Linked DNA regions of Sus scrofa: region 2 is linked to region 1. A link is a contact called in public promoter capture Hi-C data. All regions are on one chromosome and are shown on one strand. The core of a region is the stretch at or near the end of the contact, and the rest is flanking DNA. Distances in the headings are between cores, read along the strand shown.

The links. Promoter capture Hi-C pulls out the DNA fragments that hold promoters and counts their contacts.
Region 2: a promoter capture Hi-C map of liver shows a contact between it and region 1, with 13 times the contacts expected there. The contact joins the enhancer-like site here to the promoter of NPR3 in region 1. A contact is called at or near these places in 3 of 5 promoter capture datasets (fetal skeletal muscle and liver), 6 of 47 Hi-C or Micro-C datasets (fetal skeletal muscle, liver, omental adipose tissue and 2 more) and 1 of 2 datasets of contacts at active chromatin or transcription factors (alveolar macrophages).

The regions. Positions count from the first base shown.
Region 1 is chr16:18,838,968-18,843,242 of Sscrofa11.1, reverse strand. It overlaps NPR3 (atrial natriuretic peptide receptor 3), which reads right to left and starts at 1,703. Exons shown (of 8, transcript XM_021077060.1): 1 at 1-1,703. The coding sequence starts at 744.
Region 2 is chr16:18,990,773-18,994,803 of Sscrofa11.1, reverse strand. All of the region lies in intron 2 of LOC102162488 (a long non-coding RNA gene), which reads left to right. Among named protein-coding and RNA genes, the nearest start is that of NPR3, 150 kb to the right of the region's middle. Within about 2 kb of position 2,378, at least 5 of the 83 cell types and tissues checked have an H3K27ac peak or open chromatin away from gene starts, as enhancers often do. A contact at or near this core is called in liver and omental adipose tissue, where this site is marked.

The sequences.
Region 1 (4,275 bases), core at 454-2,953:
ATTGGCCTGGATGTAACGCACGATGTCGTCCAGATCCAAGCCTTTGGTCTCATCGAAATTGTAGACGGACGTGTGCAAGCCCTCCTCCTGGAAGACCTCATGGACCCCCTCGAGGGTGAAGAAGCAGTTCCGCTCCAGCTTGTCGTCGCTGTAAACCAGCACGGCGCGGCTCCACTGGTGGTGACGGAACAGGGCAAGCATCATCTCTCCCATCTTTGCGTACGCTGGCGCCACGCGCGTGAGGTGCGAGTACTCGGTGTCCTTATGCTGGAAGCCGGCTGCGAGTGCCCCGGCTGACAGCATGGGCAGATCCCAGTGGGACGCAAGCCGGGCTACCGGTGCAGCCGCATACTCGCACACCGGCCCCAGGATGAGGTCGGGCTTGGCGCCCCGCGCCGCCGCCACGCGGTCCACCAGGCTGAAGAGTGCGCGGTTGCCGCAGTCCGAGTCTTCGTAGGCCACCTGGAAGCGAGTGCCTGGTGGCAGAAGCCGCCGCCCGGTCCCGTTTCCCTCCACGCTGCGCAGTGCATATTCGATGGCCGGCCGCACCCGGGCCAGGGAAAACAGGTACGAGTCGTCCTGGGGCAACAGCACCAGCACCTCGATCTTCTGCGGCGGCAGCGCCTCTCTCTCCCGGCGCCCGCCGCCCGGGCCCCCGCCAACACCGCCACCCGTGCAGCCGACCAGCAACGCCCAGTCGAGCAGTACGCACGCGGAGAAAGTGAGCACCAGCAGGGAAGGCATCGTGCCGCAGGAAAGCGCCTGCCCTCGCTGCGGACTCGCTCTCTGCCCCCCACCCACCCTTCCTCTTTCCTCCCCACTCTACTCTCCGAGGTCCCTGCGCCCCCTTGGGCGCTCTAAGAAAATAGAATACCCCCTTCACTAACTCGCCAAAAGATAGAGAGGAAGAGTCCTCCTTTGCAATGCCACTCGTTTAAAAAAAAGAAAAAAGAAGAAAGGAAAAGAAAAAGTTCACCGGGTGTAAACCTATACAGCTATATTATAAATATACTTTTTATAAATATATATATATATATTCGCCCTCCCTTTATATATACTATTTTGCTTAGAGGTGGCTTCTTATTTGGGCGTTGCTAAGGTTTCTTTTGAAAGCGTATTTGTAAAAGAAGAAAAAGTTAGACTTGTCCAGGTGCTTGTAATTGACGGTGCATCTCCCTCGCGTTTGATCTCATTGATTCGCGCCGGTTCCTGGATCCATAACCCGAGTTTAAATAGCGTGGCAGCGGCGGAGCGTGTTACCACACAAGGCGCGCCGAGGCTGGGCTTGTATTTCCAACCGGTGGGGAGGGTGGGAGTGGGGAGTGGTGGGGGCTGGGCTGGGGAGCCTCTCATTAACATTCTTACATCAGGGCTCCTCCCCGCACCCCTACTCTTCCCACCCCTCCCCTGTCCCTAACTCCCACTCCCCGTCAGACCTCGGCCTTTTCCTTAAAGCCGCAGTCGCCCACGTCTGCACCAGCAGGAGCCCCCACCGCTCCACACTGCCACCAGGGTCCCCGCCACTCCCTTGCCCCGCGTGCGGCAGCCCTCTCTTCAGCTCCGGCCTTTAAAAATGGAAATGTGTTTGAAAGTAAAGAAACGCGCGCAGGCACACACATAACGTGCAAAAAAAAAAAATAAAAAAGAGGAATGGGGTGGTCCTAGAAATTAGTGGTTTCGTTGCAAAAAAAAAAAAAAAAAGCTCTCACCTCTCTCTCACTCCAGCCACACTCCCTCCCGAAGCGACTCGGGGCGGGCAGTCGACCTTCCCAGCCCCCCTGGCTCAAGGTCAGGGAACAAGGACCAAGGCACCGATGCAGACGTCTAGGTCGCGGACCTGGAACGCCTTGCTAGCCCCGGCGTCCTCCCCCGCCCCCCGCCGGCCTCCTCCCCCTGGGCAGCCCGGGTTCGCGCCGGAGCCGAAGTGCTGCGGCGCATCCAGCGTTCCCCACGCACCCAGTGTTCCCCGCGCACCGAACACCTCCGCTGGCGCGCTTCGAGCAGAAAAGCGAAACTTGTTGCTCCCAAAGGCGAGAGAACACTTTTTCGCCTGGAGGTGGCAGAAGGCTTGAAAAGCATCTCCAAGGCATCCTTGGGCTTTGTTTGCTAAACCAGGTAACTACATAAAGAGACCTTCTTCCGAAAGCTTTTTCCCGAAGGCCCCTGGGTGGAGTCGCGTCCTCCGCTCCAGTCCTTGCGCTGGGAAATCCCACCGCTTTTCTTCCGCGGCTCGCGAGAACCTGTGCTCTAGGTTCTCCAAGGCCGAGAAAGGTCCTGCGTCCGAGACCCAGTCACGCCACTGGTCCCAGCCACAGCAGTGTTGGAGACGAGGATGGAAACGGCCTTGAAGAAGTCAGTGACCAGAAGAGCCTCGCCGGAGTGCGCTGCGCTGCAGGGCAGGACCTAGAGGAACTTGACCCTCTGAACCTGGTTAACATTTCACCGAGGTCATTTGCAATGTGAACCTGCTACTTTGGAAGGGTGAATTCCACCACTTAGGTCCCGCGAATTAAAATAAATTGAAAGTATTTTAAAATGGTCTTTCATTTGACTGGGCGTTCTTGTCCATAAACTTCTCTTAGTCTTAGACCAACGCCCTCTTTCGGCAGAAACTTGCAGCCGCCGTCTACCCCGGTTGCCACCTCCCCAGGCGCTGAGTTTGTTTTGGGTTTTGTTTTGTTTTGCTTTATTTAACGCCGGGATCTCAAAGAGCCATCGCTCTCATTTGTGACGGTGAAACGGTAAATTGGGGTTTCCGGAGATGTAGCAACTTCAGGCATCAGTGCTCGCCACTCTTAACATCACCCTCCTTATCGCTCTTTCTGACACTGTAAATGTAGCTGAGTAACGTTTCATCCTCGGGGCATTTAGATTTCAGATAATGCTCTGTGGTCCCTGAATCTTCAAGTAGGACCTTATAATTCCAGCGAAAACCTTCATTCATGTTACTAGACCTGCTAGCCAGTAGCACACGAGGCATCTGTATACAATTTTATTTCCCCCCCAAAACGGGTACCCCCCACACACTGGAAATTGAGATTTAGAGCTTCACAGCGACTAAATCCCCCCTGAATTCCTAGGAAGAAGGGAGGGGGAGAGAGAGAGAACAACAAGCTAAATCCCGAATTCCAAGGGTCTTAATGGATTTCGAAACTGGTTGCCAGGAGACGTGAAGAAACCAGGGTTTACTATTACCGCTCGCTATGCCCTGTGTCTGGGGAACACTGGCCAACAGCGATATGATTCCGCTCACTGTGTAGCGCGGGCTTAGTGGGAAAGTCTGGGGTTTCAGTGGCATCGGGTGTGAAAGCCTCTCCCTGTCCCAGCGCTGCCCAGCCAGGGTCACAGGCAGGGCAGTGCCTTTACGTCTGAGTGAGTGTCACGGCCTCTCCGTGGCCTTTGGAACAGAGCTCTCCACTCCAGTTTGTCACTCAAGAGCACAAACTAAGATGTGGAAGGGAAGAGCCCCCAAACTAGGCAGCAGAACCAGAAAAGCCAGTGTTACCTCTCTTGCGGATGTTCAATGCACCCCTTACATTTTTCCATTAAGCAGAAACTAGGATTTTTTTTAACTAAGGTATTAATTGACATATTATATTAGTTTCAGGGATGTAACACAATGATTCATTATTTGTATATATTGTGAAATGATCACCACAACCAATCCGGTTGACATGTGTCACCATACATAGTTACAAATAAAATTTTTCTTGTGATGAGAATATTAAGATCTGCTCTTAGCAACTTTCAAATATGCAATAGGGTGTGATTAGCTATGTTCGCTATGTTGTACATTAAATCCCCATGACCTACTCATTTTACAGAAATTCAGATCTTTAAAGAAGGTCTTTCATTTTTATTTGCTTATTTATTTTGGCCTCACATATGTGAAAGTTCCCGGGCCAGGGATCAAATCCATGCCACAGCAGCCACCCAAGCTGCTGCAGTGACAACCCAGGATCCTCAACTCGCCATACCACAAGAAACCTCCTAAAGGAAGTTTTTCAAATGAAAATAGGCACAAGAGTGTAGGAAGACCTGACAAGTATATAAGTACATGCATTGGATGTTACCAGTTTGTTCACTTTCCATCAAATTAGATTTTCCCCAGAAAGCTGAAAGTGTGTAAGTATCATGAATATCATGGAATTCTCCAATCTTAGGGCTTTTTAGAAGTCACCTAGCCTGAGACCCTTCACTCTGCATGAAGAATCTAAGCTAAAGAATATAAAAGGCATACTTAAATACGTCTTCACCCCAGAGAATATTTTTAAG
Region 2 (4,031 bases), core at 1,129-3,628, 150 kb before region 1:
GGCTACATAATTTTCAACTTGTTAACCTAGTTGAGTTCCCATTTTCTCACCTATAAGTCCAATAGTACTGTTGACTTGCTGATACCCATTGTTGTTCTGGTGATTGGTTATGTCTATTATGGATTGAATTGTGTCCTCCAAAAATTCATATATTGAAGCCCTGCTACCTCAAAATGTGACTGTACTTGCAGATAAGCCTTTAAAAGGGCGATGAAGTCTAAATAAGGATATTAGGGTGGTCCCTAATCCAATTTATCCTTATAAGAAGAGGGAATTTGAGCATTTGAAGGTACCAGGGATGCAAACACACACAGAGGAAAGGTCACTTGAGGACACCACAGGAAGACAGCCATCTGCAAGCCAAGGAGAGAGGCCTCTGAAGAAACCAAACCTGCCAACACCTTGATCTTAGATTCCCAGCCTCTAAAACTGTGAGATTTATTCCTGTTGTTTAAGCCATCCTGTCTGTGGTATTATGTTATAGCAGCCCTAGCAAAGTAATACGATGTCAAAGCCCTCTATTAGTTACTAAAGAAGTATAAGAAATTGCTTTTGAAAGCAGGGTAGATTTTATATTTGGAAAATGGCTTCAAGTTATTTAAATCTCTTTTTTTTTCCCTTGCCTGATTCTTTCCAATTTCCAGGAAATAACTTGCTTCTACTTTTCTGAAACTTAAAACCCAATGAAATATCAGAATTGAAAAGTAATTTTTAATCATTTTACTCCAAATCCTTATTTTATAGAATGGAAAATGAGTCTCAAATCACACATCTCACCATTTCTAGGCAAGAGAGCACTGAAAGATAACCAAGTACCTTTTAAAAAAAAAATTTTATTGGAGTATAATTGACTTACAATATTGCGTTAGTTTCAGGTATACAGCAAAGTGAATCAGTTTTACTTATATATGTGTCCATTCTTTGATTTTTTTTTTAAATCTTTTTAGGGCCACACCTGCAGCATATGGAAGTTTCCAGGCTGGGAGTCGAATCAGAGCTGTAACTGCTGGCCTACACCACAGCCACAGCAATGTGGGATCCAAGCCAAGTCTGTGACCTACACCGCAGATCCTTAACCCACTGAGCGTGGCCAGGGATCAAACCCACAGCCTCATGGATGCTATTCAGGTTCATTAACACTGAGCCACGATGGGAACTCCCCATGTGTCCATTCTTTTTCAGCTTCTTTATATAGGTTATTACAGAGAACTGAGTAGATTTGTCATAGGGGTATTGTGAAGAAAAACATGGGCAGTGCCAGTAGAGCACTTAGCACAGTGCCTGGTGGGTAACAGGTGATCAGTATAAAGTAGCTTGTTATCATTAAGAAAAGGCAAGTACTTTGGTCTGATCTGGGTCACATTGCTAATTGTTGATAAATACGGATTTCCAAGGCTTTGAGAACTGAAATTCTCGGATTTCCCCCAAGCTCAAGCCAGTAAATTTTTCCAGTAGTGATAAACCTGATATGATTTAGAATAAACTTGTTAAAAGCCTGATGAGCTCTTCAACTGGAATTCTTCAGTTTCAAAGAACTTGGGAAACTGAAGAATGCAGACCTGCTCACAAACCTTTCTCTTGGTCCTGGGACTCAAAGCCACATTAAATGTTGAGCTTACTAGTTAACAGCCCAGCCCCTAGGGCCCCTTCCCACTAGAAGAAAAGCAGATGCGAAAAGGCAGTCCAGTGAAGACTGGCTGACCCACAGCTCATTTCATGGTGCCATCACCAGGGTAACATGAATAGCCGGAAGTTGATGTGAACCAGTCCTCCCAGTCCACCATTCCCCCAGGCTGATCCACAACTAAACCTTAAAAAAATAGGCCCTGAGTTTCCCTTTGACCCTTGTTCTTGGCTATCTACTTGGATTCTCTCCAGCTGTGTTGAATCATTCCTCTCTACCTTTTATCTTTGCTTTCCCAGCATTTCCTTTGCTAAGGAACACAAGCAGATGCCCAGACTCAAAACATTTCCCAATTTACAGTCTGGATTTCAGTGGAATACGCTTTCATGTTGAGCTTTGAAGGCTATAGTAAAGATTGCATTAGGGACAGTTACATGCCAGCTATTAACCATTGCCTCTGGCCTGACCTGAATTCACAGAGGGCATGGTCGCCCGACAACTCAATCAATGAGCCCCTTTGGCTGTAGGGTGGCAAGGGCCAAGAGCTCCATCAAAGAAGCCTATGTGCTTTCAGCAACTCAGAAGATTCCAGTTGTTTTCAGCAGGCCCGAGAGGTTAAAATAAACAAATATGAAAATGCCAGATTGCCCTCTCATTTCTTCTCATACCTGATGCCAGCCAGGGCCAGGGCCGGAAAGGCTGCCCCCAAAGAGACCGCGGTGGTGCCCGTGAGCCCAGCCACACCGCCAGACCTGTCACTGCACTAAGTGCCTGCCTTTCACTCCCACTCTCCATTGCTACAAATACACGAAGTACCCATTACTGTGTAATTACCAAATGAGTAAAAGGCCCTCCAACCCTTTCTCCTGGCACAGATCTCACCCAGTGAAGGCTGCTGTTGGCAGCCTTTGGCTCCATGAACACTTTCAGCAGTGTGTGAACACAAAGCCTTGTGCCAAAAGCCCAGCAATTGTTTGTGTTTGCAACTGTCATTGGTTAGGATTCTCTCAACCTGTAGCAGGGCTGCCCAGTCCACGAGTGAGATCTCCGGGATGATGCTTGCAGGGCAAACACTCGTCCTCCTGTATGTCCTCAGCCTTTATGTCTTTGCACTTCTTTTTTCAAAGCTCAAAAACATGTTTGGCTGCAGGACAGCTCACAGAAAAGAGGCTGCTCACTGAGCGATTGTTCAAACCAAGGATCTTACTTAGAGGGCAGCTTCTGCCTCATAGTTAGGTCTCTCTTTCAGATGTATAGATCTTCTGAATTGGAATGGAACTGAAAGAATTTTTAATGTTTACTGGTTCAAATTTTAAATGTCATCATTCAGTCTTTAGACTCTGAATTCAAGAGTACTGGTCTCCTTTTTGCCTATGATGAGAAAAAAAGTTGTATAAAATGTGTACAAATGTCTGCCCACCTCGTGCATCAGTGGATGCACTGGACATGTGTCTGCACTGGATTTGCTGTGTGAATGCATCCCAAAAGGGCAGGGGGGGTGGTTAAAGCAGGATATCCCTGGACTGCGGGTAAGCGTTACAGTTCAGTCTCTGCTAATAATCCTCTCAAAAGTCACCAGTGATTTCCTCATTGCCCAATTCAATGGCCACTTCTCCATCCTTAGACTCCTTGATGTCTTGGTAGCATCTGATACCGTTGACCACCTGCCCCATCTTCCTTGAAACTCCTTTTGGCAAAAACAAATGAAAATCTGTGTCATCATGGTTCTTTCTGGTGGCTCTGATTCGTCTTTCCCTGGTCCACATCCTCCTTTCCTCACTAAACAACAGAACTCCCTGCTTGGGACTGTCCTGCCCTCACCTGTCTTCTCTGCTTTCTCTAGTCTCTCTTGGGGAAATCTGTTCCCTTCCAAGACGGCAAATGTTGCCACTCTGTGAATGGTTCCCAAGAGGGAAGAGGCCCTGCCTCTGCTCTCAAATCATCTTTCTCAGCTTAACCGGGGTGTAATTCTGGTACCTCAAACTCAACTTGTGCATGATAGAATTCAACATGACCACCTAACTTACCCACAAGCCCAGCTTCCAGACCAGCTCTTGCTCTTACATGCCCTGCTTATATTTGGGTTACCAGCATCTGTCTAACCACTTGAGCTTAAAACTCCAGAATTACCTTTGGCTCTCTCCCATTGCTCCTTCATATGGAACAGTTAGTGAATCTACCCATCTGCTCCCCCAAAAGCCTTGTGTGATTTTTCCTTCATTCCCTCTGCCACTACACTGGTCAAGATTTTATTATCCTCACCAAGAGTATTGCTAGGCTCTCTAAGAATTTCATGGCTCTCTTCTCTCTATGTTCCATTCCAGAGCATGCATTACACTCAGATTAATCATCCCATAACACAGTTTTTATTATATTACTCCTCACCCCCAAAGTCAATGGCTCCAAT